2 separate regions of the Zea mays genome follow, and region 1 is linked to region 2. The links are chromatin contacts, called in public Hi-C maps. All regions are on one chromosome and are shown on one strand. Each heading gives the region's core, a stretch centred on a gene start, on an enhancer-like site or on the middle of the called end of the contact. The rest is flanking DNA. Distances are from core to core; before and after follow the strand shown. Region 1 holds the start of LOC100278365. Region 2 holds the start of LOC100283787.

Region 1 (2,842 bases), core at 180-2,679, 210 kb before region 2:
CTAGTCATGTAAGTGTATGGACATATAGAAATAAAACATCTCAAGACTCCAATAACAGGCTCATGCTAACTAGTCATGGCTTTAAACCTTCATGATACAAACTAGTCACAACTTTAAACATTTCATGCCAACAAGATCATGGATGGTGTTTTTTTTCCTAGAGAAAAGCTAGAATGAGAAAAGACCTAACTCAGCATACATATCAGGATAGTATCGTATAGACACGTATATGATACTATATCACACAGCCGTTCAATTTCTAGAACAAATGCAGATTGATCTGTGAATATGCATGTCTCATATTTTACTAGGTTAGATGGACTGAATCCCGTGAAACAAACAATTTATTCAACAAGTTTCTGCATGAATATCATCCCAAATTCAATAATCACTCTCGTTGATAAAAAAAATGCAACCAACAGTTAAACAGAAGTGAAATAGAAACTATTTGAATCAGATCCACTCCGTTATTCACATCAAAATAATTGTTGCTTGATCTATAAAAGCAGTAGGAACATTGTTTACCCATCAATTTCAAGTACACAGTAACAAGAACAACAGTACAGCTAGAATTGAGCATGTGAGTGTTGTTGATACCTCGTTGAGCTCTCTCTGCCGCGGCTTTCTGCTCGGCAGCAAGAGCCAGCTCAGGATCCACCCCGAAAGCTTGGGCGTAGGTGTTGTCTATCGGCGAAAACACCGCGCGGCGGTACGCCAAGAACAGCGCGGCCATCTCCATCCCAGGCACGGTGCGCGCGGCTTTTTCCGCCGCGTCTCGCTGAGTCACGGCGGCGTCCAGCAGGTAGTTGAGCGCCTTCCGCGGCACGAATCGCTGCCGTGCGGCCCGGATCTGGTCGAGTTGGTAGTCAGCGTCGGTGTCGAATGCCGGGACGTCGACCAGGAAGAAGTTGCCGTCGCTGGGGTGGGGACGGAAGGCGTCAGGAATGTCGCAAGGGCAGAGCAGCGCCAGCGCGCTGCGGCGGGCTACCTCGTCGACGGCCTCGGCCACGGCGGCGGCAAAGCTGCTGCGGGAGCTGCCGCCCTGGGCCGCCTTCTCGGTGAAGTGGTCCTCGAAGGGGACGAGCTCGCTGGGGTCAAACCACCCATAGCTCGAGTCACCGAAGAAGGCGACGAGGACGAGCCCGTCGCGGTGGCCGCGGTGTACCTCCTCGTCGTCGGTGAGGCTGACGCTGTAGATATGGCCAGGCCACCACGGATGGGACTTCACCTTGGCCCAGACCATGTCGCCGAACCGGGGGCCGCCGTTCGCCCATGCGATGCCGCGTCCGGCAGCAGGAACCATGGCGCCTCCAGCGGCGGGGTCGGACATCCTGTGGAGGGGAACCGAAAACCTAGATTTGGATGCAGGGTCGATTGGTCTGGGCTTGGGTTTGGGTTCCGGAGGAGGGTGGCCTGGGATCGGTGGAAGGAGGGACATTGTTGGTAATTTTTATTATTTTATAACTAGTGCGTTACGCGCGCGCCTGCGCGCGTAATTTTTTTTTTATACCAACAACGCAGTAGCAGTAGTACTACAAATTTAGATTACAATAAGTAGCAAGTTACATTGAGCTAGCATAATTTAGTGTCCAGTAATAATATATCTGAAGAGTTTACATAGGCATGTATAGTTGTACAAAGGTTCCAACAGGGGAGTCATATGTACATAAAAGTCTACTAACCAGAAGTGACAGTTTTCCTTGCATACACACATAGTTGTAGAAAGGCTTCAACATCAGGTTAATATATACATAAAAGTCTTGTGACCAAAAGTGATGGAGCCTTTTTTATGTGTGCAAGGTGCAAATGAGTCTGTTGATCAAAAGTGGCCTAGCTTTTCTTGCATAGACACCGTTTTAGGAAGGTTTAAACACCAGACTAATATGTACATAAAAGTCTCAGGACCAAAAGTGATACAACCTCATACCTGTATATAAATGAGAGTAGTATGTTAGTATAGACAACACTAAAGATTTTAATGCAATATCAGGATTATATAAGAAAGAACATTATTTAAAATGATAGAAACAGTAACATATTATATATCTATTTTCTCTTTCCCTTACTCCCCGACAAAGAACATTATTTGAAATGATAGAAACCCTAAACCCCAAACGACCCCTAGCTCCCCCGGGCTCGCGTGTTTTCTTGGCCAGAGGGGATCGGCACGGTGGAAGGATGACGTGGCAACTTCGTCGTTGCCGGCACGTCGGATGGAAAGATTGAGACATTCCCTTGCTTCAGTCCAGTAGCGATCCATCTTACACAACATGCCCTTTTTAAAAAGGTTTTTTACACTCCCATGTTGGAGCTCTAGAATCTTTGGATCCGCAGAACTTTATTATTGCCATTTTTTTTCCAGAATTATCTGCAACCCAAGATACCCTCCAGGCCTTCAATAAGCACTATAAGAGATACACCACTAATAATTAATTATAGCACCGGTTCTGAGTTTTCTATGACCTAGCGCGAGACTTAAAACCAAAGCCCCTGATACAAATATCCTCCTCATCATCATATTTAATAAAATAACACAAGAACTAAAGAAGTGTCGTTTTTGCAGCGTCCACCATACTTTTAGCTGGGTAAAAAGTATGGCAGACTTTGTACATGAAGTAGTGATAATCACCATATTTTAAAAAGTGACTAAAATGTTTGCTTGGAACACCAGTGTAGACTGAAGCTTAACATGCAACGATTCACTTTATTTGAAAAAAAAAGGTTCCAACCAGATCTAACCTAGTAGAAACTGTTGTGTTAGATAATTAAGGTATTGTTTGGAAGCAACCTAGTTTTAAAGAAACCAGTTTTTATTTTATTAGGTAGGAGAGCCTAGCTTCTT
Region 2 (2,803 bases), core at 301-2,800:
TACTGCAGGAGCGGGTCTTCTCTGCACGCTATCTAGATGGTTCGCGCTCTAGGCCAGACGGTCTGTGATGGTGCAAGGTCATCTTCTTCTCCTCGTAGGACCTAGACCCCACCCCTTGGGAGAGATCTTCGGGTGCTTCTAGTCGGCAGGTCACCCAGGGCGTCCCCAGACGATGTAGACTCACCTAGAAATTAAGTAATCAATTTGAGGAAGAGATCTTGAGTGAAGTAGACGAAGTAAATCTTGCTCATCAGGAGAGGTAAGATCCTAGGGTCGTCTTAGGGTCAGCAGACCATCCAAGACGGATCTAGATGACGTAGAGTCGAATAGGGGTGGGTGTGGATATGTGGAAAGCTACAACTAAAGCTACATTACATCTACTCCTAGGGCAAGAAAGGTAAATAAAGTAGATTGGTTCGTGTCGGGTACCCAGGAATAGGGTACCCATGGCGAGGCCCATAAACTTCTTTCTAGCCTGTTCACCGAGCACGACAGCGAGGCGGGGCGTACAACCAAATCCTCGATGAGCAAGTCTGCGAGGCAGTCTCCGCCAAGCAAGTCTGTGATGCGGGGTGAACGACCAAGTCTCCGCTGAGCAAGACTGCGAGGCGGGGCGAACGATAAAGTCTCCACCGAGCAAGTCTGTGATGTGGGGTGAACGACCAAGTCTCCGCTGAGCAAGACTGCGAGGCGTGGCATACAACCAAGATCACGCCAAACGAACTCGCAAGGAAGGAACCCAAGCCGACGTTATTGGTCCACGACGGCCGTAGCAGGACACATCATCACCAAACCATGTTTGTGCCACGCGTACAGTACCAAGGGGGCCACGACAACATAGTCTCCACGGTAACGACTCACGTACAATACGGACAGGACAACATGTCTAGTGCATACTCGCGCATGCTGGACAGTGACACAATGGCAATGATGGAAGATAAATCTGTTCTGAACACGAACCTCAACCTTACCAAGAGCACGTTCTGCAGGACCCATCAGGTACGGGCACCGTAGGCGTAGAGTAAGCTATAGAGACTCGCACGTCGGATGGACGAGACAGACATCACATGACCATCAGAAGAAACCATGCCGCACGGAGGCATGCCCTGAGAGGCTGAGAGTGACCCAAGGGGCCCACCACGTACTACATCACAAGACATTAGCTGAAGAACTCTCTCATGTAAAGACTGTCCATTGAACTATAAAAGGGAGTCCCTCTCCCTTTGTACACACAAGCACACGTGTTGTAACACGTCTCAAAGCAATATTTTGATAACACTACACTGGACTAGGGCGAAAGCCTGAACCAGTATAACCTAGTAAGTCCATGCATGAATCCCAACCAAACATAAATCTATTGTCCCTCGATTTATAAAGTCCTCGGCTTGCTTGCAAGTTAGGTTCCGCCGTAAGCAGAGGGAAATGTGCCTGAGCTTGGGCTTGTTCTGGGCCTGTCATCCGCGGCCCAACCAAAAATTAGCAGGCAACGATGGCGCGTTTGTGATTGGCGCCACGCGGCTTATCTTGGAGAATCCTGGCGAGCAATCACAGCCACAGCCCACCACCTTTGCTTGCTCTGCCCCTCCATCATCGCCAGCCTGCCAGTGCCGCCGCTACCGTAGTACCGTACCCTCAGCTAGTCAGCTACCTCCATCCACCAGACCAGACCATACCAGACCAGACCAGACCAATGGCCCTGCGCCTACCAATCTCATCGTCCCACGGGCTGGCCTCCACGCCGGCGCCAATCTCCACGACGACGTGCCGGCCGGCCGTCTTGGCGACGGCCGCGGCCCAGAAGAGGAGCCTGCTGCTGGCGACGGCCTCCGAGACGAGGGGAGTCGCGCCGGTGAGGTCCAGCGGGATCGAGACGAGCACGGTGGGTCTGGGATGTGAGGCCGTCACCGGGCAGGTCACGGAGGTCAACAAGGACACCTTCTGGCCCATCGTCGAGGCCGCCGGCGACAAGGTCGTCGTCCTCGACATGTACACCGAATGGTGCGTACACTACAATATATATATCTTCTTCTTCTTCTTCCATTCGGTCTTTAACGAATTTTAGTTTACTTACTACTAATCAAGACACACAAATAGATATGGTATGACACAAATCTAAAATCCAGGTGTTTTTTACTCTATTATTAGGATAAGGATATGGCTTAATTACTCTATCTTTACCTATGGCGGTGAGACGTTTCGTGGAACAGGACAACACCAAGAAACCAATCTTATTAGACGACCTGACGGAACTCACATCACAAAACTTTGATTTGTTTAGATCAAATGTCGACTCGGTGATCGATAGAGGTGCTTGAAATGGTATGGTTCGATTGAAAAAATAGTCATTTAAATTTATTTTTTATTTTAAAGGACATGTTATTATTGTAGTGCTAAATATGTATAGTAATAAAATACCAGTCAGAAAATAGATGGAGGCGTGAAGGGTTCACTGTTATTAATTAACCTTCACCATGCATTGTCATGACTAATTAAGATTTTCTATGTTGTGTGGTTGATAAAATTTATGTAGATATGAACCATCGGTTTGGTGAACCAAGCACAGACCTATTAGTTGTTTGCTTCTCATGCCTTGATCCAAAAAACAAAAACAGAAATTTATGGTGATGATCTCTAATGACAATAGATCTCACCTCACTAGCTAGATGATTGTGTACGTAGAATCTGAGACAGCAGTGTGTTCATTAACAATATTTGCAGGTGCGGGCCTTGCAAAGTGATGGCTCCGAAATTCCAGGAGATGTCTGAGAAGAACCTGGATGTTGTGTTCCTGAAGCTCGACTGC

Evidence for each region. Hi-C and Micro-C count contacts between places; a contact is called where the count stands out from the background.
Region 1: a Hi-C map of leaf shows a contact between it and region 2, with 8 times the contacts expected there. The contact joins the promoter of LOC100278365 here to the promoter of LOC100283787 in region 2. A contact is called at or near these places in 11 of 25 Hi-C or Micro-C datasets (bundle sheath, ear, endosperm and 5 more) and 2 of 3 datasets of contacts at active chromatin or transcription factors (leaf and seedling).

The regions. Positions count from the first base shown.
Region 1 is chr10:92,034,247-92,037,088 of Zm-B73-REFERENCE-NAM-5.0, reverse strand. LOC100278365 reads right to left here and starts at 1,429. Exons shown (of 1, transcript NM_001346016.1): 1 at 1-1,429. The coding sequence starts at 1,330. The coding sequence ends at 389.
Region 2 is chr10:91,827,672-91,830,474 of Zm-B73-REFERENCE-NAM-5.0, reverse strand. LOC100283787 reads left to right here and starts at 1,550. Exons shown (of 3, transcript NM_001156686.1): 1 at 1,550-1,998; 2 at 2,719-2,803. The coding sequence starts at 1,691.